7 separate regions of the Mus musculus genome follow, and regions 1, 2, 3, 5, 6 and 7 are each linked to region 4. Evidence: chromatin contacts called from public HiChIP or PLAC-seq and promoter capture Hi-C data. All regions are on one chromosome and are shown on one strand. The core of a region is the stretch at or near the end of the contact, and the rest is flanking DNA. Distances in the headings are between cores, read along the strand shown.

Region 1 (3,331 bases), core at 281-2,780, 470 kb after region 4:
GTGTATAGGTATACTCAACTCCGAAAGCACCAAGCGACACGATCCTCAGTGTGCATACCTGTATCCACAGAGGCTTTAGGTTAAATTTAAGTTATGGATATTTGTTGAGGATAGGGTGTGTATGGGCACATCTGGTTTGGGTGGCTGAGGAGTTCAAAAGAAGGCGTCAGATCCTGGGAGCTGGAGTCACAGGCAGATACGAGGCACCCTACTATACAGTGCTGAGGACTGAGCTCGAATCCCCTGCATGGGCAGCACGTGCTTGTGACCAATGAGCCATCTCTCTAGCCTGCATCTCTGTTTTAGAGTGATGCATTATTGCATATATGTGGCTGTCCATGCAGAAAACATCCACTTAAGACATATGTGAGTACAGAGGGGAAGCATGTCCTTAAACCAGTGGGTCAGTGCACAGAGACACAGAAGAAGAAACCAACAGAAGTGTTAGAAAGCCTCCGGGTGGGGAGGCAGTGCGGCTGGCTGTGGCATGCTGCCCCCTCGGCAAAAGCCACAGAACCAAGAGCTCCCATCATGGGGAAGCCGGTAATTGTTACGATTATTCTTTCCACATTGAGACATTTGGGAATACTTGAATTTTGAGTGTTATTGAACAGCATATGGGGAAAGTCCGTGCCTTTGGCAATAAGATTGTTTGGTTTTAAGACAACCAAGCAGTTTTATTGTCAAAGAAAATAGTTGTTGTGTTGAGGAAGGGTGCCGGAGAACTGACATCAGGCATTTGAAAACCTCATATCTCTCTCCCTCTCCCTCTCCCTCTCCCTCTCCCTCTCCCTCTCCCTCTCCCTCTCCCTCTCCCTCTCCCTCTCCCTCTCCCTCTCCCTCTCCCTCTCCCTCTCCCTCTTCCTCTCCCCTCCCTATCCCACAATCCCCCTCTCTCTGTGTGTATGTGTGAATATGCATGTCTTCTCAGCATCCCTAAACTGGAGGCAAGTGGCCCATGACATCATTCCCTTGTGAAGCTGAGCCTCTCCCCCTCTCTAAGATGCTGTGTTCCTGAGTTCACACTAAGCCTGAAAGCAGAACATTTAGGATATTGGTTGTTCTTCCCCCTCTTAGGTTTTCTCTTTTCAACAAACCTTGGCTGGCCAATCTCTTTGTTTTTCAGTCTTTATCTTACTAGTTCATTTTTAAATATTGTCACCAAAATACCTCAAGCTGGGTATAAACATATACAGAAAAAAAAAATTAGATGGATCGTAGTTTCAGTTCAAGGTCAAAGGCCAACATCTGGTGCTAACATCTCCTTGCTGGAGGAAGCTTGAGTTACCATCGGGCATCACAGGCGCAGGTGCGTCTGCTTCGTCGAGCCTCGTTGCCTTCTTATATAGCGGCCGGTATTGCATTCAGGAGGTGCTACTACGATGAGATTACCTAAGCTTAGTAACCTGCCTCTGAACACTGTGGTACTCAGTCCCCACTCCTCGCCATGCTCAGTTTCCTTGGCATTCCATCAGAGGTTCATGTCATGGTTAACTCAGCTGCATAGTGAATATCGAGATTGGAGGCTAACATGTGAAACCTCATCCCTTCTCCCCCCGCTGTAACTTAACTCCTTTCATCTGTGGCTCCCCTGCAGCACGGTCTTTGTTGCTGTTGTCTGTTCTTTTCGGTTTTATTTTCAGAAGGGAGCTTGCTGCGTGGCCCCGGATGGTCTGGGACTCACTGTGTATACCTGGCTGGCCTCAAGCTTGCCAAGTTCCTCCCATTCAAGCAGGGTCTACGGGCATAAGCCAACACGACCCAGAAGCAAGCTGTTTTAAAAATTCACTTTTACTTTTCATAGATGTATATGTGGTTGTCTCTGTGTATGCGTGTGGGCATCTGAGGAGGCCAGAAGAGGGAGTCGGATCTCCTGGAGCTGCAGTTACAGAAGGCTGTGGACTGACCAGTGTGTGTGCTGGGAGCCAAACTTATGTCCTCCACAGGAGCAGCCCATGCTCTTTAGCCAGTGAGCCATCTCTGCAGTCCCCTGTCGTAGTTCAAAGAAAAGTTTTCCCCAATGAGGCTTTGGAAAGTGTTAATCCTGAGATTTGCCGGAGAAAACCGAGTTCCACAATTTGGAGTCAATTTCGAAGCAAGCTGTAGTTAAATACTGACCAGGATGGATTTTGTTAAGGACCACTCCCTGGAATTTCCAGCTGAGTCGCCCTGGGGCATGTGTTACAGAGGCTTTTAAGGACAAACCAACATGGCCACCATATTTTCCCATGTGGCTTTGTTATTTCCTAAGAACTACAACTCCCAGCATTTCAGGAAGTTACTAGTCCTTGGGCAGGTGAAACAAACTCCTAGCATTCCAGGAAGTTACCTGGTCGTTGGGTGGGCTATTGGTTAATGTCTTGGTTTTACAGGAGTTAGTGGAATGGGGATCTAGAACACCATCACAAAACAGTAACTTTTCAAAATCTCACCTGCCATTAATGCTGTTACTTTTCAAAATCCGACCAGCGGCTTACTTAAGGTAAGCCACTGCTGTAAGGATTGCAGATTCTTGATACAACGTAAGCTAGCTGTTGCAACCAAGAACCCCTGGTGGCAGAACAGAATGGAGGGTTAGTTCCTGCTCCGGCCATTGCTCTGTGAGATTGGAAAATCAAGGAAACTTTACTCTGTGTAATCACTTAAGGATCCAGGCTCCTTCCCTCTTGGTACAGCCCCATCCTTTGGGGTCTCAGTTAGCTTTTGTCCATGTAGGACAGCAAGTGGGAAAGCAAGAACAGAGGTGTCCCATCACGACAGGTTTTGTGGCTCAGCTTTCCAAGTGGCAAACATCTCCTTTGCCCTCTTCCCATTGCCCCAGTGTTTGCTGGTCAGTTCGATGACAGACCCCCTGGCCCCTAGAAACCACTAGAAACAAGGTGGGTTTCCTCCCATGCCGAAAGCACCTGTCTGCTCCAAGCTTCAGGTGTCCTCTTCTTATCTGGTCAGCTTTTTGGCCAGAACTGAATTTAAGAATTGTAATTTCTACTGTTGCTGCCCATGACCTCGTGTGACATCTCCCTCAGGTATCTAAGAAACAAGCAGATGGGTGTAGTTTCTTTATCTTCGGACCTTTTTTCTAAAGGGTTCAGAGATGGCTCCCAAATGGCTTCAACCATGCTAGGCAAGTACTCTGCCACGTAGCCACGGTTTTTGTTTGTTTGGGGTGATGCTGGGACTTGAAGCCAGGGCTCTGTGTGTGTGTGTGTGTGTGTGTGTGTGCACGCACAGCAAACACTCTACCTCTAAGTAGACATTCCTAGTCCACCCCTCCCCCCAAGCTTCCTCTTTGGTCTTGCTGCTCTTGGCATGTAGGACCTAATGGTGGTCT
Region 2 (3,314 bases), core at 403-2,902, 440 kb after region 4:
TGACTCCCGTGGACCGAATACCTTCTGTGTGTCTCAGGCTGTTTCACACACATCTCCTGCATCACCTGGTCACAGCCTGACAATATGGACGCATGGAGATGCACTCACAGTGTCAGAGACATCTGGAAGCTTCTACAGCCCCAACAGCACAATGCTGCCTGCCCCCATCCCTCAGGGAGCACGGTTCCCTTACTGGGCCCGCATCTTCATGCCCTGCCAAAGAACCTGACACACACTGGTAGCCAATCTAGATCTAGATGAGGGGATAAGATAGACGAATAGGAGGGACCCGAGGTCTGCACACTCTTTCTCCAGTGGTCTTTGTGAATTGAGCAACCTTACCTACTCTTCCAGCCTTAGTTTACCCAACATAAGACGTTCATATTAAACTTATATCCCATGATTATTGAGGCTGTGTTTTTAAAAAAGATTGTGTGTGTGTGGGGGGGGGGGCAGAGTAGAGTTCGAGTTCGTGGGTCCCCTGAGAGAGATTCAGGGTGGTTGCAAGCTGCCAGCGCTGGGTGCTGGAATCTGAACTAGTGTCCTCTGGAAAAGCAGCAAGTTCTATTAACCGCTGAGCCATCTCTCCAGCCCAAGGCTATGCAAACTGGGTCTCTCCATACAAACACCAGTATTTAGCATTTTCTTCCCACCCTCAGGATCTCAATTTGGGCGACCTAGCCCCCCGAAGGATGTGTGGCTGTCATCCTCCTAGAATCTAGTGGTCCAGCTCTGAGACAGTGCCACAGGGAGGCAGAGTGTCCTCTTGTTCTGCTGGCCTGGCCTCCGCACTCTGAGCTCTGCTCCCAGAGCAGGGCGGGGCTGGAAGCCTAGACCCGCCCTTGGGCCTCATTATCTACGTTTCCGCGTCAGGCGCGCTGGGTGAACTTGGCAAGCCCTCCCGGCGGTGGATGGGGAACACTTTGTGCCGAGCGCCCGCCCGCCCGCCGGGCCCTCCTCCTTCCCACCGGCGCCGCGGGGCCTGGACGCCTGCGCTGTTCTTAGGTCTGGGGTCTCTCGAGTGCCTAGCACCTGGCCCCGCAGCTCTGGACTCCCGCTCATCGTCCCTGGTGTCATCACCGATCTATTGGTCTACGGGTGTCCAAATGCGTAGACACCGCACGTAGTCAACAGGGTCATATAGATGCCGTGGCCCATTTTAAAACAAAGCTCAATTATAAGCGCTCAGCCGCTGTTTATTCCAGCCCAGTTTCAGATCCCCGAGGGCTGCTGTCAACTAGCACCCACAGGAAGCTCCATCCGAGCAAAAGGAACCTGGCTCGGAGCCTCGTGACTGGTTTGAGACTACCAGCTCCCTCAGGTCCGGACTGCTAGAGCCTAGGCAGATTTCTATGGTGGGCAGAAAGTTGAGGACCCAGTCTCCCATTCAGTGCGATCAGACGTACTGCGTGCTTGGTGGCTGAACAACAAGCGCTGAAGGTGGCAGAGACGGTAATGTCTCTATCTCCGGGACCTCACCTCCCACCCCCCTTCCCACGATCTCCGCTCCCCTCTAGCCAGGGCTGTACGCTGCTGCCTTGGTTCTAAAGTGCGTCACGGACGGGCACCAGCCGCGCTGCTCCACCGGCCTGGGTGAGGTTGGCGCCGAGCCAGCGCAAGCTGAGCCAGCAGCTCTTGACCATCACCCCGCCTAGAGACACCGGCGTGGAAAGCGCTCAAGCTGCGCAGCATCGGGTCGCTGCTGGAGACGCTCTCCGCTTTGGGCTCGGCGCCCCCGATCGGCCTCGGCCAAGCTCCGGAGCACGAGGTGACACCCCCTAAACTCCCTAGGCTGGCTCCCTAGGTTCATGGAGCCAGGAAGATTTCTTCTGAAGAAACTACGCCTCGGCCTCCCTGGGATCCTCGCCCCGCCCCGGGTCTCCGCCCCCTCCCCTTGGCTGGGGATCCCGGACCCGGCGGCGACCGCCTAAGAAGCTCCAGCAGCCTGGACAAGGAGGCGGCAGGGGGCCGGGAGCTGGTGGCTACAGACTCGCCCCGCCATGTGACGCGGTCCTCCTTGCCTGCGATCCCAGCGCCAGCGCCCGCGCCCAGCCGCGCCGCGCATCATGCTCCTGCCAGGACACCCGCGTCCACCACCCGCGCCCCAATCGGCGCAGAATCAGGGCCTCCGCAGGCAGGTAGAGCCTCCGGGGCAGCTTCTGCGCCTGTTCTACTGCACGGTCCTAGTGTGCTCCAAAGAGACCTCCGCGCTCACCGATTTCTCTGGTAAGAGCGCTCTTGCTTGCCTCGAGCCCGCGTTCCCCTAGCTGTTGCCCAGGTGAGTGGCCTCTGCATGGGGCACTACCTGGTTGGATTAAAGTTGAAGTGTTCTCCCTAACTAGTTATCTTGCCTCGTGGGAGCCCTTGGCATCTAGGTGGTGGTAGCAGGGAAGTCAGCCCTTATTAAGGCCGGGCTTATTTCGAGTTTCTCTAGGCTCTCTTGACTTTTGTTAGTTTCCTGGGCATCGGCGACGCAGCCCTGACCTTTGCATGTTCACCAGAGGACCCCTAAGCTGAGCCCGGACCCCTAAGCTGAGCCCGGACCCCTAAGCTGAGCCCGGACCCCTAAGCTGAGCCCGGACCCCTAAGCTGAGCCCGGTACCACGCCCAACTCTGGAAGATTGCCGTGGTCTGGACGAAGGGTTGCACTTGGCTGGCCACTCACACGATAAGGGTGCGTCCCAACCAGACTCCAGGGTACCCATGTAAGGAGACTTGTCCAGGGCACGTTGGACAGAAAGTCCAAGCCAGCCTCGAGGGGGGGAGCCTGGGAAGACTGGAGGTCTGGTGGAGATGCCCGGAGACTGATAGAAGCTGACAGAACAGAGACTGGACTCAGAGGCATGACTCTCCAACAAAAGGTGGCAGCACCCCCCCCCCAACACACACACACACACACACACACACACACACACACACACACACACGACTTTCTCCTGCCAAGTCAAAGATCAATGTGCTCTTTGGCGAATTCCTACCTGACCTCTGAGCAAAATACCTTAGCAAGGTGTGAGGCAAGGCTGCAGGTGGCAGTTAGTTGTGGGGATGGTTTTTAGAATCCATGCTCAAAGTGACAAATGTCTTTACCACTGCAACCGCCCCGGATCTCCATGTGCTCGGCATCTTTCTCCATCAACCCCAAGAAGCATCTATCTCTACCTACATCCTTTCTCTTGGGACCTTCTGCCTAGCTCAGGCTGGGCACAGACTCTAGCAACCCCCTTGCTACCGTTTTTTTTTTTTTTCTTTTCTTTTTCAGCATAATTGTGGTAAAGTCACCTGTCTGCTCCGCTCTGTTCTGCTCGTGTGACAGA
Region 3 (2,886 bases), core at 211-2,710, 420 kb after region 4:
TCTTTCAATCACTTCATTAGTCATGTACCTGCCAACCTAGCTGTCCCCTGAAATGTAGACAGAAGCCTTTCAGGAACCGAGCTGGCGCTTTTCTTCTGCCAGGAAGGCTCCTTTCCCTATACAATTCTACAACTCATGAAAAACCTGCTTCCTTGGGGAAGCCTTCTTTGATTTCACAGATCAAGGTCCCAGGCCCATTAGGCACAATGGATAGCTGGCTCCTTCTGGAAGACCCGTGACTATGTGACTTTGCTGGTCACCTGCTTTCCCAAACTATCAGATTTGCAATGGCAAGACCTGTGCCAGGGTTTTATTCGCCCATTACATCTCTACCTAACAAACAGCAACTGCAATTAAATATCGAATAAGTGTGTGGGGCGCTAAATTCTGTGCTAGCAAAGGTGTCATCTTCTAAGCAAACGACCAAGGCGAGGCACCAAACGTTTAAAAATAAAAATTGTAAGAAAAACATTAGCTGAGAATACTTTTTGAGTCAGGGTCTCACTATATAGTGTTTACCGAGTCCCCTGGCTTGAGTTAGCCCAGGGCAGTTCAGGGAGACGGACAGCTTACTCTTCTTTGGACTGGCAGCAGCAGCAGCAGTCAGGAGTGCTCTGCCAACATGACACTGTCAGGATGGCACCAATTCTATCCTTAATCTTCAAATATTTCTAATGTTGGAAGTCAAGGTGTACTTGGTCTGGCACTTTCTAAGAAGATAAGGCTGGCCTTCAACTGACAGAAATCCTCTTGCCTCTTCCTCCCTCTAAAGTGCTGAATTAAAGGCACGAACCATCAAGCCCTGCGATAGTTTATTAACTTTGTAGTTTTGTTAACCTAAGAGAAATATTTCGCTGTCTTGTTTTTACCACCGCGTTGACGTCTGAACATGGTAACATGTTCAACTGTGGTTCTCCTCACAACCAATGTACTCCTTGCACGATTAGAAGTCGTTGTGAAGTGGTGTCACACTCTGCAGCGAGTGAAATTAAATTACAGAATCTGGCCCCTCTCGGTTACCGGTCCGGACAATCCTAGTCACTCGATTTAGTTGTAGGTCCTTATGGAACTTGTTACACGTGACATCCCGCCATTATCAGGGTTGACAGTTGGTTACTATGGGAACGGCTACTGACAGCCCAAGCAAGCTATCTCACTGAACTATTCTTGACTAACTCCGAGCCGGGCTCCGAGGCGCCGCTGTGCCGGCTACTGCCCCGAAGCTGAGGAGTCCGCTCCCACTCACCCGGTCCTGGGCCCTGCGCATCCTTCAGCAGGGTCTTGAACCGCACGCCCGTGAACTCCTCCGCTCGCGTTCGCTTGACTGTGCCAGCGGGGGACGCCGCGCTGCTGGGACCCTCTGACGCCTTCCTCTTGGGGACCCCCATGGCCCAAACCACCGGGCCAGCAAAACGGCACCCTCGGAAAACCCACGCGACCGGAAGCACCGGCGGCAAGGAAGGGGCGGGACTGGAAGGAAAGGCGGAGCCTATGAGGGGAAGCCGGTAAAAGAGCCGGTCTTCGGGTGAGAAAGGGCGGAAGGGGCGGGGCCTGCTGAAGGGGGCGTGGAGAAGGTAGAACACCTGGGGGCGGGGCCTTCTGGGGCGTGTCTCTGGGTGGTGTGGGCGTGGCTTGGTGCTTGGGTGGGGCCTGTAGGGCCTGGGATTTCCCCAAGGGTTCTCTGGCTGTGCTCTGCCTGCAAAGAAAAATCACATACCCGCCCTTAGCTGCAACAATCTGGGGCAGATGGATCAAAATGCTTCCCCTGCTCCCGCAACTCCCTGAGCAGGAAGAACTCCCAGACCCACAAAGAGCAGCACAAAGAGCTCAGATATTTAAAAATCTCTGAGCATTTTAATGATATCCTTTGAACAACTTCATGAGATTGATACTTCCTCAGTTCAAGCCCCCTGCGTGTAAGTGTAAGCCGGGTGAATTCCCGAGGGCTTGACATCAGGTGGACTTACCTCTGAAAAGCCCTAGCTTGGGAATGTGGTCCAGAGTGTCCGTAACCCTGAATCCCCAGTTTTTGTCACAACCCTAGCCAGAAGGCCTAGGCTGGTTAGATGTCATTTCAAGTAACCTCCATCCACGCTTGCTTCCCCCAAACCTTGATGCACTCCTTCTGTGGTGCTGAAGGCCAGGGGCGATCAAAGAAAGCAAGCATTTAAGAAAACCTCCTTGGACAGTGCCCGCATCTCAGCACCCTCGTTAAAAAGGAGACAACAAAGCCGGCTCTCCCCAGTCCTGGGCTGGAGAACGGCAAGTAATGTAATGTTTAAAGAACTGCTTTAAGGGGACAGAGAGTACGATACAGTTTTTATTTGTTGTAAGCTGTTGATTTACAGGCTGCATTCAATGCTCTGGCAAAAATGTGGGAAAGTAAAAACAGTCAGTTGCATAATTAAAAAAAACAGATCTTATCAATATCTTGGTATGTATTTAAAATTCCAAACTAGCCTGTTAGTTGGGAAATCGATGGTTTCTGAAATTCTCTGTCATATTCTTCTAGTCTAATAAGGCACACTTTTGGAAGCAAGTATCTTTTAAGCATCTAAGAATGTGGTCCCTGTCACTCCTATGATTTTAGAGTCCCTAAGAGAAAAACAAACAAACAAACAACAACAACAACACTTGCCTTTGACTTTGAGCCTGTAGCCTACAGAAACAACTGCATCTGTGGGAATCCCTAGGTCCCGGGCCTGTCAGAAAAATGAAGATGACTAAAACCATGAATAATTTTGAGAGAAGAGGCTGAAGACCGACTTGTGACCAATTGCCCATGTTGACACTCACCAGGACCCAAACAAAAGGCAGCAAGAAGAAGGAAGAAACAGTCTAAAGCCTTGAGTTTAGCTTATGTGATGTTGGGGGAAATTATCATCT
Region 4 (2,915 bases), core at 78-2,577:
GTTTACTGCGGGGTAAACAATGAAATGAACTTTGTTAGGACCGAATCCTCCCTTTGAGCTCAGATGATGTGTGATCAGAGGTTAAATTTGCATTAGACGCGGGCACCTCAACAGGTCGCATTTTGGAAAGCCCTCTCCGCATCCTTTTTGTGTGTGTGTGTCTCTCATTTCGCTTCAGGAATATATTGGGGATCCTGGAGAATAATGGGTAGGTGTCTCAGGCTGTTTATGTTTATTGTTTAGGTGAAATCAGTGCACTCACAGAGCCCGCAGAATAAAAGCATTCAGGAGCAGTGAGGCTCCGGTCCGGTCCGGTCCGGCTCACCCTGCAATACATCATCTCTAAGGAAAGCAGAGAGGGGGCAAACGAACGCGCACAAGCAGCAAACGCCCTGGTTCCTACGCTGCCGCCACTACTGTTAGCTGTGGCGGCTGCTTCTCCACGGACAACAGCAATCGAGTATGTGTGCGAGCCCCGACACATAGCCTGCTAGGTACCCACCCACCCATCTTCCATAGTCCCTACTGTGTGCCAGGTTCTGGGTTGGGTATCCAACTCTGCTACAGTCCAAAGCTTCTCTTTCTCTTTCCCCTGCCTATGGTGGGTGCTGTTGGTGAGGACATTCACTCTCGAAAGGGCCAGAAAGCTCAAGCTCAGAACCTGCGCGATCCGCACCCCGGGAGGCAGCAGGTCTTGGGCAGCCCAGGAGCGCGCGTCTACGCGGCCGCGCGGGGTCCCCCTGTCTGGCGCTCAGGTGGCTTCGCCGCCCACTCCGCCGCTCCCTTCCCCTCCCCTCTCCAGCGAGGGTCGAGTTCGGCTGTTGCGCGCGGGGAAGGAAGGAGGGGCTACGAGGGATTTGAAAGTGCTCAAGCTGCGGAGTGGAGCTCGCTTCTGTCCCCGCCGCCCGCGAGCGGATTAAATTTCTGCAAATTCAAACTGAATGGGGCTTTCTTCTGCTGCCTTCCAGAGGGCGCCTGCAGCCCGCCGCGCGCTCCTCTCCGGCGGGAGCGGCCCCGGGGAGCACCGCTGAGGACCCGGCGGGCCAGAGGGCGGCGGCGCCCGGGCTTGGGGGACTCCGCCACCGGACTGTGCCCCTCTCGGACCAGCAGCCGCTGTTCCCTCTCACAGCCGATCGGGGCACCAGACGGGACCGCGGGCGCGATCTGGGCGATCGATCCTCGGAGGACGAACTTCTCGGGGGCGGGTCCCCGGTCGCCCGGTCGCCAGCTATTGTCTGCGCGCGGCGCTAGCACAGAGGCGCGGGGGGCGTGAGCACAGAGACCCGGGCCGGGCGGGGCCGGGTCCAGGGCGGCGGCAGGAGGAGCCAGGGCAGCCCCGGGAGCCGGAGGAGGAGCGGCTGCGAGCGCGGGAGCCGAGCGAGCGCGATGCCGGCAGCGGCGGGGGACGGGCTCTTGGGCGAGCCGGCGGCACCGGGGGGCGATGGAGGCGCGGAGGACACGACCAGGCCGGCGGCGGCCTGCGAGGGAAGTTTCCTGCCCGCCTGGGTGAGCGGCGTGTCCCGCGAGCGGCTCCGGGACTTCCAGCACCACAAGCGCGTGGGCAACTACCTCATCGGCAGCAGGAAGCTGGGAGAGGGCTCCTTCGCCAAGGTGCGCGAGGGGCTGCACGTGCTGACGGGAGAAAAGGTGAGCTGGGGTGCGCGGGCCTGGCGGGAGGACCCGGGAGCACTGTCCCGCGAGCACTCAGCCTGGCTCTCCAACCCAGTGTGGCTAGACGCACGCTCAGGCTCTCCTAGTGGGCCACCGGGCACCTACTGATGGATGATGGTGGTGATGGGCTCACGTTCGTGGGGTGGGGTACCCGGGCAGATAGATGTACCCGCGAAGCTACCCCGCACCGTCTTTCTGTTTTGTTTTGGAAGGGTGCCGCCTGGCGGACGCCAGGGAAGGGAGGGGAGAGGTGGCGGTGGAGGGTCCTGCGGTAGGGGCATGGATCAGTGCAGAGGCGGGAACTAGATCCAGGCTGGGGTTCAGCTTTGCCTGTGGAATGTGCGGCGGCGGGAGAGCAAGGCAGCCAGTCTGAGGTTGCTTAGAGTTTCATCCCTCCTGGGCTCAGGCGAGGACGTGGAGGGGAGTTGGGGCCCTGTAAGCTCCCCTCTCCCCCCGTGTGGGCTGGGGCAACTGTTGGAGTAACGATCCTGCTTTTGGCAGGTGCAGAACTACACAGGCCCTGGACTCTAGAAGTTTGCAGATACCTTTTCATCTTTCTAGAAGACAGTAAAGGAAAGGGGCCCCTCCCCCACACCCGGAGGGACTCTACTTCGACCTAATTAGAAGTGAGAGAGTGAACTCTTGCCAGGCCGGGTGCGGGCAGATCTCAGGTGTTAACTTAGATTTGTGAAAAGAAACCCAAGAAGCTGACTTACTTTTGAGGCTGGGTGGCCTCAGGCAGGGAATTGCTCTGGGCTGCCAAACTGGTATCTTTGTAGGGACCCAATACTCTAATCACCCAGGCTGGGGGTTGTCCGCGCGGGCGGAGGAGGGGAACTCAGCCGGTCCTAGCAGCAAATAGCCCAAGGGCCAAGCCCTCGGGCCTGCTGCTCTGGGTTTCCTTGCCCAGCCTAGGGGTTTGTGACAGTGATGAACTGTGAGAAGTCTGGTGACAGGCCAGGGCCACCACACTAGTCATTTTCTAGCCTCTGGATACCTTTGATTTCCTCTTGGTTTCTGTTGTCCTGGAAACCCCTACATTTGAGCACTGGGTTCCATCACCCTTTGACTTTATCTTCTTTTTCTGTAGCCATTCCAAGTGGGGTGCCCCTTTATACTGGGTAAGCAGGGTTAGACCGAGCAGTCATTTTCAAGTGTCTCTTGCCCGAATTTCCAAGCAAAAAAAAAAAAAAAAAAAAAAAAAACACCCACAAAAAACAAAAAAACAAAAACAAAAACAAAAA
Region 5 (2,905 bases), core at 217-2,716, 500 kb after region 4:
CCAAGTTCTTGGGCACAGTGTCCCCAGCACACGCAGCACTGAAGACGAAGCTCGCAGCTGCACCAATGACCCCTAAAGCCTTTCTTCTCTCAGTGCTACAGTGAGAAGGTCTCCAAGGAAGGTAGGAGCTCCTGAGGACTAAACATGGAAACCTCAAGTCTGTACTCATCCCTTGGGGCAGAACCAGACACGCAGAGTTGGGGAGAAGGCTTGGTGGTGAGGTGCTACGCAAGCCTGAGGACCTGAGAGGGCCTGAGCTCTGGTCCCTAGCAATCTCATTAGAAAAAGTCAAGTGTGAGGGTGCACCCCTGAAAGCCCAGGACTGGGAGGCAGAGACAGGAGGGTGCCTGGGCGTTAGGGGCCAGCCAGTCTAGCTAACTGATGAGATCTGGATTTAGAGAGAGAGATTTTGTCAAAAAGAGAGAAAAAAGGAGAGAGAGAGAGAGAGAGAGAGAGAGAGAGAGAGAGAGAGAAGGAGGGAGGGAGGGAGGAAGGAAGGAAGGAAGGAAGGAAGGAAGGAAGGAAGGAAGGAAGGAAGGAAGGAAGGAAGGAAGGAAGGAAGGAAGGAAGACAGGTAGAGAGCAAAAGACAAAGACACTTAATATTGACCTCTGCCTCTTTTCAGGTGTGCATCTCACCCCTCTGCCCACCTTCCCCAAATTTAAAAATGGTGTTCATACATATATTCATTTTGATTCACATTGGTAAAGTAAGAATAAATAAATCTCTTAGAAGACACTAGCCTTTGCTGGCTAATACGTTTCTTTGACAATCTGGATGCTAAGAAACCTTTGCTCTTCGGACAGGTGTATGTTCATCACGGTTGCTGCGTGTACCTGGAAGGTACTCCCTAGAAACTCCTCAGTTCGTCCCTTTTGTATAATAAACTTTGTCACCCAACTGACAAAACACACTTCCTGTTCCCCAGGTGGCCCATCCACCTCCTCCCTGTCCCTGGTGACTGCATATCTCCAGTCTGGCCTCTTGGCTCCCAGCCCACTCAGGGCATCTCTCATCTGGACCATGGGGTTCCCTCCCTTCTCCAGTGAGCAGCATCTGAAGGTTTCACCTAAGTTAAGCAGGCCACACCCCCACTGTGTAAAATCCTGTATTCTGCCCATTGTAACTAGACACAGAAGCCAGCTGTGGTCCTGTACCTCTCTATCCCCTTCCCTCATGACTTCTGGCTGTTCTGTCACCATATGTGGCCAGCTCTGTCACACCTCTTTGGAACCACCTTGATGGACACCAGAGAGACCTCCCTACCACCTTTCAGAACAGAGCCTTGTTGTTATAAACTCTGCCTTCTCAGTAAAAACTTCCATGAAATAAGTAGGTGGCTCTTCGTCCGAGAGGCTGAGCTCTGCAGGGACTGTGTCAGCAACCAGAGCGTTGCCTGTCACAGGATGGGTGCCCTGTGAACCTTCGGTGGGTGAATGAATCAGGGCCCCTTGCAAGCCTGGCTCGGTGCCCATCCTTGGCTCTGGATTGCAGGCTGGGATGTGGGCTCTGTGTTATCACAGCCTCTAAGCTCTCCTAAGATGCTGGAAATCCAGTTGTTTTTTAATGTGAAATGTTCCAACTTTTAAAACACCGAATAAGCCAAAGACAACATGCCTACAAGGCCACATCCGGGCCACAGGCTGCCAGTGTGTGTGTGTGTGTGTGTGTGTGTGTGTGTGTGTGTGTGTGTGATCTCCACTTTGTTCCCAGACGTTCCTGCAGCCCAGGCACATGGCTTTGAAGAAGGGGGAAGGCGCATTTGGCCTTTACCCTAGACCTGGCGCTGGCTCAGATGGAGGAGTGCAGGAGAGCTGAGAGCTGGTTCTCATCAGGGCCCTGTAAAGGGGAGCTCTGGGGTTGGCGTCCCAGAGCATCTGGCTCTCCAGATTCATTTGTGTATTTTCCTATGCATATGAGCTGAAGTCTGGCAGGTCCACGTGCTTTAGATTCAGCACACCCCTCTGCGAGCCCGTGCTTTGGTGGAGATGCGATGGCCTGTCAGGCACATAGTGGTCACAGACCATTCTGGCTTCCCCAATAGCTCAGCATGGCTTCAGCATTCAAAGACTGGGAGGAAGATACTTCTCAGACCTTTAAAAACATCGTCATTGTCTTTGGCACAAACACAATAGCAACATCAAGCAGTAATAAATAGTAATAAGACTCAGCTACAGCTTTGACCATCAAATGACAAGATACTTATTTTTCTGGGTTTCTTCTAAGTCCAGATGGCTAAGAAGAAAGTTTGTAATTATCCTTTGGCCTCCTTTCCCTTAGCTTTATAGCAAGGGTCTTTGTCCATGGGGCCAAGAAGGCACCAACACTGCCTACCATCTTGCCTAGAGGGTTGATTCCTTATGGGGAGGGTCTTGTGTTTCTGAGTCTCAGAACACATTTTGTAGGCGAGTGCGTGCTGGCAGGTTTTTTTTTATGGGCTATTTCTTTGGAATAAATTCCCACATGTTTTATATCAGAAGTGGGTGGGGCTTGTTTATATCATCAGAGTGTTTCCTGACTTATATGTATAAACTTACCAGTTCTTACAAGCACTAGTGTACCAATTTGCATATGTAAATAGTGAGGCACAACTTTTGGGTTGCCCTGCAACTTTAGTGGTCTGATGTTCTATTTTCCTGAAGGTTTCCTTAATATCGCTTTAATTTGCTTTCTTTGTATTATGGATGTCTATACAATGTGTACATTGTACTGGTATACATTGTTTCTAGCCTTTCTCCTGGTTCCTCCCCTTGATTGACTGATTGACTGAGTTCATAATTTTTTAAGCTCTTAGCAGAGTAGAGAGTAACTAACCCTTGAATGGTTTTCCTACAGCAAATATCCCACATGCTACATAGAGCAGGCTATTGGCTTCTTTAAATAGCATTATTTATTTATTTATTTA
Region 6 (3,252 bases), core at 542-3,041, 390 kb after region 4:
CCCCACTCCATAGCGGCTAGCTAGGTCACGATTATGACCAGAGCCTGGCAACCAGGTTTAAATAAGTACCACAAAGGATGAATCCAGCTGGGATCCACTCCAGAGGGTGGACACCAACACGGCTGGCACAGGCAGAGTGGCACTGAACTAAACCATCTGGTGACTGTTGGTGACCATGGCCTCTTTACAGAGGAAAGTGGCAATCCCTATTCTGAACATAAGCTCTGCAAACAGACTGACTAAACCTTGTCCCATCGCTAACTGCTGGTGCAAGCTCTCTTCACGTGTATATAAAGGGTGATCAGTCTTGGCCTGCCTCTCAGAGGTAGTGGATCAAATGGCTTAAAATACACACAGAATACCACCAAAATGGCTGCCATCATAAGAAAAAGGCCCTACGCTGTCTGCATTTTTAAGCATAGCTGAGATGGAATGAATCCACTCAAATCCACAGCAAGGTTGACTCTGCCCCAGTGTGTAGACACACAGCATCCGAGCAAGAATCCCACTCCACAGATCCTCCCCATCGCCCCATTTCCTTTCCCTGTACGGAGCTCATGGGTTGTGCTGAGGGGCAGGCATATTAGCTAAGAACACTAGGGTCTCCAGAAGACAGAGAGATAAAAACTTCTTTTATATGGGACGGAAAAGGAGGATGAGGCCAAGCAGAAGCAGTGACGAGGCACTCCTGTCATTAGGGAGCAGTGACAACATGACTGTCATTCCTCACGTAAGCAGAGGACAGAGGAAGGTGAAGGCCCGACTCTGCCCAGCACAGCATCTGGACCCTGCAGCTGCCCGCCCAGCTACACATCCAGCTGCACCAAGGGAAGAGACTTCAGGGGGCAGTGAGTACAGCTCACCAAGGCCTCTTGGGCTTGCGCAGGAATCCAGAGACTGTAGTATCTGTGAAACTGGGCAAGCTGCTGACCGCAGAGCAGGCTAACAGGCTCAAACTTGTCGTAAGACTGGAGCAGAAGACACAGAGCTAGGGGGTCCCTCTGGGTATGGAGAAGGTCGGTCAACACTGCAGTCATATATGCCATGATGCTTTCCCCTGCAAGGAGACGGGCGGGCAGGGTTAGGGATCAGTGAGGTTGCTTCTGAGATACTGACCTGATGCCCTTCCATATTCACATCAGACCCAGGAGCAGCAGCTCCATGAGGGGTCAGATGCCCATGTGGGAAGGCTCTATTTCAGTATGTGTGTATGTACATAGCACATGGTTTGAAACCAGGTCCTCAGGTCTGCAAGGGGAAACCTAGGTATATATACAGCTAGACCAAAGCTACCTGTGCCAAGGACTTGCAGGTGGCTTTCCTGTCCCTTCTTCTGTCGTGGCACACAGGCCTCTCCGAGTCCCTCTCCAAATCCTCTAGGATAACCAGGATTGCCTTGCCCAACCATTATAGAAACCATGCCTTCATATGGCATAGCTATGAGATGGAAGAGCCTAGATCCCTAGGCCACTTCCCAGAAAACCACCACCAGGAAAGCCACCTGGCCTGTTCTGGCCTATGACAAGGTCTGGCAGGAAACAGACTTTTTACCCTCAAACTATTGCCATGCGGGCTCCTGGCTGTGGTGAAGTGTGGGCTCTCCAGACCGCTATGATTTGTGAGTGCTCTCAGGTTTAAGATACTCAGGAAACCCAACACAGCCAAGAATCGTCGCTACCCTGACAGCAGGATTGAGTGCTGGCGAGAAAACCTCAGCTATGGCTGTTCCATGGAGCTGTGTAAACGGCCTTCACAGCCGCCCTGTGCTCTGTGTAAACAGCCTTCACAGCCGCCCTGTGCTCTGTGTAAACAGAGCCTTCACATCCACCCTGTGCTCTGAGCTGAGAGCTTCACAGCCGCCCTGTGCTCTGTGTAAACAGCCTTCACAGCCGCCCTGTGCTCTGAGCTGAGCTACAGGGTATGTCCATCACTGGAGAATCTGACCGCTGGCCCTTAGCACTTCAGCCCCCAGCATTCCCAACGCCAACCCCCACAGACACCCTAACCTGCACAGGTACCTGCTTCACAGTCTGTCCCAAGGAGCAGCTTATTCCTGGCTTCCAGAGCTGCAGGGACCAGAGCACTGAAGGGGAAGGTGAGCAGAATCATGTCTTCATTTAACAAGAACCCAATATCCTCGTCCAGGCCCTCGCTGCCTTCCACCAGGACGTCCACCATGTCCAGCACATCTGAGACAGAAGAGGGGAGGCAAGCTTAAGTAGGAGCCATCAGAGGATCCTCCTCGAAACAGCCCAACACAGGGAGAGGCAAGAGAATGTTTATAAAAGGAGAAAAACAAAATGAACACATTTTCAGACTTCTCTAGAGGAAAAATGCTTCCCAGAGTTTGGGCCTGAACAAGTGAAGACAAGGTCTACAGACTTTATGGTATGGTATTTGACAAAGTGCAGGCTACTCCCCTGAGGTGGTACCGAAAGCTGAGGAACTTTACCCATGTTCAGACAAGCAAGCTGATACCTGAGAGGGCTACAGCATAGACAGCAATTGGGCACTTAGGTTCAAACCTCTCTCTCTCCTCCCTCCTCTCTTCCCAGTCCTTCCCTCTCACCTACCCTCCCATGGATATCAACCCGCCTTCGCGTACCAACTTGCAATAGGACTAGGTGTATCTTTACCCACTGAGTCTAGAATCGGCAGCCTAGTTAGGGGACAGGGATCCCAAGGCAGGCAACAGAATCAGAGGTGGACCCTTCTCCAGTTGTTGGGAGTCCCACATGGAGACCAGGCTGCACATCTGTTACATATGTGTAGGAGGGCTAGGTCCATTCCGTGCATGCTTTCTGGTTTATGGTTCAGTCTCAGTGAGCCCCTATGGGCCCAGAGTAGTTAACTCTGAAGGTTTTCTTGTGTAGGCCTTGACTCCTTGGCTCCTTCAATCCTTCCTCCCCCTCTTCCACAAGATTCCCCAATGTCTGACTAATGGTTGTCTGTGAGTCTCTGCATCTGTTTCCATCAACTGCTAGGTGAACAGGTTCAAATCTTGGAGTTGCACGGAAGAACCTGCGAGAGCCAAAGTGATCTGGTCTCTGTTCCCAGTTCTCTGAATTGTATGTTAGAGAAAAGCAATACCGTCCTCACCTTAGAGCTGTTAACGAGGTTTCTGACATCTGTCAAGGGTAGACAACACACACGGGAACACAGCGCTAAGTTCCTCTTTTATGGCCCAGTTTGTAAGTGAGATGGCTTCATTTCCAGAGTGGCTCATCTTTCTCACAAGGAACTGAGTTGTCT
Region 7 (2,879 bases), core at 38-2,537, 290 kb after region 4:
GGGGTTAAAAGTCCCAGGAAGACACGTGGGGGCAGGGAGGTAAGTCAAGGACACAAACTATGTTTCACAGTTCTTAGAAAGTGTCTTCTTCATAGCTGTGCAGGTGATGAATATAACTTTAAAATAAATATAAAGGTGTTAAAGAGATCATATTTTATGTTCTCCTTAGAGAGACAGCCCTGCGCAGGTGGCTTTGTATAGAGCCACCTGCCAAGATACGTGGTCGGATGACAAATAAGTTGTGTTCTGCCATTCTATCCCAGTTGTCCATGGTCTGTCCAGTTGTCCACAGTCTGTCCACAGTTGTCTGTGGTGAGGGGCAGCCATAGACTTTAACAATCAGTGTCAGATCAGGAGGGAGGGACATGGAGTGGCTTTGGGTGTTCTGCACTTGTTTATTTGGGTTCTGTTGTTGTCTTCTTTTTTGATATATATATATATATGATCTTCATGTGGTTTTCCCCTTTTAAGAGTCTATGATCTCTTCCCAGGGGTCAAAAACTTCATAACACATTCTTTATTTCCCCCTAATCTACCGTAAATATGAGCTTCATATTGAGACATAAAAGAGCACTGTAATACCAAGGTATCAAGGTCATAGACACTTATGAAGGAGGACTTCTATTTGGTATGGCCATGGCTTTAGAAATACCTGAGAGTTCACTGTGGCTTTTTCCTTATTGAGCATCGGGGTGGACCCAAGATTGGTTCCATACTCTGTTACTGTCCTCTCAAAAGTCTTAGTACTTTTTGAACCAAGGACCCCAGTGATTTCATTTGGCAGTGGGTCCGGGGAATCGGACAGCCACTCCCACATAACCCAGCGAGTGCCAGGCCTCACTGCTTAAGGCTTGTGCCAGAATTCATGTCTTCCTGTTCTCACCATCCCCTCCTCATACTCCTGAACTTGCTTACCGACATTTCTGTAGAGCTGTGGCCATGCATTTTTCTGAAGACAATCTTCCTGGTTTGTTTTTAGCAGGGTCTCCAGATTCTAAGGGCAGGGTGGGTGACTCAGCAATAGGGCACTGTACCAGCATTGCCGGGGCCCTGGGTTTTATCTGCAACCCAGGGACAACGTTCTGTGACCCTCAAACGTGCCAGGAACTTTGACCTTCTCTTTCTTCTTTCAGAACTCGTCATAAAGGTGAGCATTTTCTGTGCCACTAAATCTTGAAGGTGGCAGATGGCACATTAATTATAACTCCATCAAGGGCCCTCTGTAGGCTGAGCCATGTGCTTGCATTTCTCAACACCAGGTGTCCCTTGCCATAGAAGAGGGCGCCAAGCAGTCAGCACACTCCCTTTGTTAGAAATGGCTGGAAAGATGTGGCTGTTGGCCGAGTTCTCAGACCCAGTAGTGAGTGCTTTCCAGCAAATTTCTCCACACTGTAGCTCTCTGTCTAAAACGAGACACTTTGGTCATGCAGGCCAGAGCATCAGAAAGGAAATTCGTTTACTACAGTATGGCTTTAAGAGTTTTTTGTAGCCGAATCCTTCAGCACCAGTACATTCTGAAAGCCAAGACTCACCCACCCAGTGTTAAACCTGGCAGCACTCTCAGGACGTTAGGCCTGCTCTTGGAGACGGGCTGCACTTCAGGAAGCTTTTGCCAGTTTACATAGTGTTATGATCGCGATAAATTAAATGGACCCTTTGAGATCGTTCTGTCCCAAACCCATAGACTGGTTTGCTTAACAAATGCCCCGCCCCCTTCGAAAGCAGAACAGGAGGCGGAGCCTCACTCGGGTTCTCCGTGTAGTGGGAGAACGTCTGCAGACACTCTGTATCAGAATGTAAGACGAAATGTCTCTGGCCCAGTTCCCAACAGAACCCTCATTTCCCTATGAACCCTCCTGAGCCTCAAGACCCAGACCTCCGCTGTCTGCTTCCCTAGGCATTCAGTCCTCCACACTCCCACCACAACGGTGGTCCCGTAAGTTCCTCGTGCAATTCTGGGGCCTCTCTCACCCACAGCTCCAAACGCTCCCACACTTCATCTGCAAACCAGATTCAAAGACCTATGAGCCACACGGTCGGGTTTGCAAGAGTCATGTTCTGCCCCCTGTATTGTTACTTTCTCTCTCTCTGATGCTGCGCATCGAACCCAGAGTCTTCTGTGCGCTAGGCAAACCCTCTCCCACTAAGCTGCATCCCGACACTACTTTTCTCGTTGCTTTCACCAAGAATCAATTTAAAGGTAGAAAAAAATCTTCTTGGGCTCACAGTTTGAGAGGATAATTCTACTGGAGAGGAAGGCATGGTGGTGTCAGGATCTTGGAGACCACAACAACAGAGGTAACCGAAAGGAGTAAGAAGATAGTTCAGTTTGACACTACTCAGTAGCCAGTGTTGGATCAACTTCTAGAGTCTGACCCCAACTTGTTTATTTTAGGTGTATTTAAACAGCACCGTTTGGTGATAATTAACTCAATCCCATGTACACAGCAAAGCTTAGGACACAATTACACTGAACTCCGTGTAAGGTACGTGCGGCATCTCCCATAAAGATACATTCTATAAATTGATGACATGTGACACTTTATATAAAGATGGTTTCTATTGGCTGACAAGCTCACGATAAGGGATCTGGGGTGGTCTCAGTGACACAGAAGTCACCATGTCTGCTCCCAGCCTTCTGGGTGGACAACAGGTGATGCATTGCTCTCTTTGAAGAGAAAACCTGGTGTGTTTAACATTCCTGATCGCCCCTATCCCCCATGCTTATCTGTGAGCACACGAACCTATGTTCTTACACGCGTTCTCGCGACCGGCCAGGAAAGACGCAACAAACCGGAATCTTCTGCGGCAAAAGCTTTATTGCTTACATCTTCAGGAGCCAGAGAGCAAGAGCGCAAGAGCTCTATTGCTTACATCTT

The links. Promoter capture Hi-C pulls out the DNA fragments that hold promoters and counts their contacts. HiChIP or PLAC-seq counts read pairs in DNA pulled down with a chosen protein or histone mark.
Region 1: a contact with region 4 is called in a promoter capture Hi-C map of cranial neural crest. The contact joins the enhancer-like site here to the promoter of Hunk in region 4. A contact is called at or near these places in 3 of 39 promoter capture datasets (the C10 cell line, cranial neural crest and hippocampal neurons), 7 of 115 datasets of contacts at active chromatin or transcription factors (embryonic stem cells, kidney and stem cell-derived neural progenitor cells) and 1 of 9 other capture datasets (embryonic stem cells).
Region 2: a promoter capture Hi-C map of stem cell-derived epiblast-like cells shows a contact between it and region 4, with 19 times the contacts expected there. The contact joins the promoter of Eva1c here to the promoter of Hunk in region 4. A contact is called at or near these places in 17 of 39 promoter capture datasets (the 3T3-L1 cell line, the C10 cell line, the HPC-7 cell line and 11 more), 5 of 484 Hi-C or Micro-C datasets (embryonic stem cells and stem cell-derived neural progenitor cells), 16 of 115 datasets of contacts at active chromatin or transcription factors (T-cell acute lymphoblastic leukemia, astrocytes, bone marrow-derived macrophages and 10 more) and 1 of 9 other capture datasets (adipose tissue).
Region 3: an H3K4me3 HiChIP or PLAC-seq map of neural tube shows a contact between it and region 4, with 6 times the contacts expected there. The contact joins the promoter of Urb1 here to the promoter of Hunk in region 4. A contact is called at or near these places in 16 of 39 promoter capture datasets (the 3T3-L1 cell line, the C10 cell line, the HPC-7 cell line and 9 more), 2 of 15 datasets of contacts at CTCF or cohesin (pro-B cells and stem cell-derived epiblast-like cells), 15 of 484 Hi-C or Micro-C datasets (the HL-1 cell line, cranial neural crest, embryonic stem cells and 7 more) and 17 of 115 datasets of contacts at active chromatin or transcription factors (T-cell acute lymphoblastic leukemia, astrocytes, cardiomyocytes and 12 more).
Region 5: an H3K4me3 HiChIP or PLAC-seq map of embryonic limb bud shows a contact between it and region 4, with 4 times the contacts expected there. The contact joins the enhancer-like site here to the promoter of Hunk in region 4. A contact is called at or near these places in 4 of 39 promoter capture datasets (cranial neural crest, frontonasal cranial neural crest, hematopoietic stem and progenitor cells and 1 more), 4 of 115 datasets of contacts at active chromatin or transcription factors (SST interneurons, T-cell acute lymphoblastic leukemia, embryonic limb bud and 1 more) and 3 of 9 other capture datasets (embryonic stem cells, liver and pancreatic islet).
Region 6: a contact with region 4 is called in an H3K27ac HiChIP or PLAC-seq map of epiblast stem cells, with 6 times the contacts expected there. The contact joins the enhancer-like site here to the promoter of Hunk in region 4. A contact is called at or near these places in 8 of 39 promoter capture datasets (cranial neural crest, embryonic stem cells, frontonasal cranial neural crest and 4 more), 5 of 484 Hi-C or Micro-C datasets (embryonic stem cells, gonadal supporting cells, myeloid progenitors and 2 more), 16 of 115 datasets of contacts at active chromatin or transcription factors (T-cell acute lymphoblastic leukemia, craniofacial prominence, embryonic basal ganglia and 8 more) and 1 of 9 other capture datasets (embryonic stem cells).
Region 7: a contact with region 4 is called in an H3K4me3 HiChIP or PLAC-seq map of forebrain, with 4 times the contacts expected there. The contact joins the enhancer-like site here to the promoter of Hunk in region 4. A contact is called at or near these places in 13 of 39 promoter capture datasets (the HPC-7 cell line, HPC-7-derived erythroid cells, cranial neural crest and 8 more), 4 of 15 datasets of contacts at CTCF or cohesin (embryonic stem cells and stem cell-derived epiblast-like cells), 22 of 484 Hi-C or Micro-C datasets (the HL-1 cell line, bone marrow-derived macrophages, differentiating embryonic stem cells and 3 more), 21 of 115 datasets of contacts at active chromatin or transcription factors (craniofacial prominence, differentiating embryonic stem cells, embryonic basal ganglia and 11 more) and 4 of 9 other capture datasets (adipose tissue, embryonic stem cells, liver and 1 more).

What each region holds. Positions count from the first base shown.
Region 1 is chr16:90,853,496-90,856,826 of GRCm38.p6, forward strand. All of the region lies in intron 1 of Eva1c (eva-1 homolog C (C. elegans)), which reads left to right. Among named protein-coding and RNA genes, the nearest start is that of Gm36363, 4.0 kb to the left of the region's middle. Within about 2 kb of position 1,531, at least 7 of the 459 cell types and tissues checked have an H3K27ac peak or open chromatin away from gene starts, as enhancers often do.
Region 2 is chr16:90,829,207-90,832,520 of GRCm38.p6, forward strand. Eva1c (eva-1 homolog C (C. elegans)) reads left to right here and starts at 1,653. Exons shown (of 8, transcript NM_001199210.2): 1 at 1,653-2,226. The coding sequence starts at 2,067.
Region 3 is chr16:90,808,953-90,811,838 of GRCm38.p6, forward strand. It overlaps Urb1 (URB1 ribosome biogenesis 1 homolog (S. cerevisiae)), which reads right to left and starts at 1,461. Exons shown (of 39, transcript NM_029497.1): 1 at 1,247-1,461. The coding sequence starts at 1,388.
Region 4 is chr16:90,385,070-90,387,984 of GRCm38.p6, forward strand. It overlaps Hunk (hormonally upregulated Neu-associated kinase), which reads left to right and starts at 1,328. Exons shown (of 11, transcript NM_015755.2): 1 at 1,328-1,647. The coding sequence starts at 1,387.
Region 5 is chr16:90,881,090-90,883,994 of GRCm38.p6, forward strand. All of the region lies in intron 4 of Eva1c (eva-1 homolog C (C. elegans)), which reads left to right. Among named protein-coding and RNA genes, the nearest start is that of Gm36363, 31 kb to the left of the region's middle. Within about 2 kb of position 1,467, at least 50 of the 459 cell types and tissues checked have an H3K27ac peak or open chromatin away from gene starts, as enhancers often do. A contact at or near this core is called in embryonic limb bud, where this site is marked.
Region 6 is chr16:90,778,185-90,781,436 of GRCm38.p6, forward strand. It overlaps Urb1 (URB1 ribosome biogenesis 1 homolog (S. cerevisiae)), which reads right to left. Exons shown (of 39, transcript NM_029497.1): 18 at 2,019-2,189; 19 at 864-1,057. Among named protein-coding and RNA genes, the nearest start is that of Urb1, 31 kb to the right of the region's middle. Within about 2 kb of position 1,792, at least 35 of the 459 cell types and tissues checked have an H3K27ac peak or open chromatin away from gene starts, as enhancers often do. A contact at or near this core is called in epiblast stem cells, where this site is marked.
Region 7 is chr16:90,672,439-90,675,317 of GRCm38.p6, forward strand. No RefSeq gene overlaps it. Among named protein-coding and RNA genes, the nearest start is that of Gm36169, 3.6 kb to the right of the region's middle. Within about 2 kb of position 1,288, at least 15 of the 459 cell types and tissues checked have an H3K27ac peak or open chromatin away from gene starts, as enhancers often do. A contact at or near this core is called in adipose tissue, forebrain and hippocampal neurons, where this site is marked.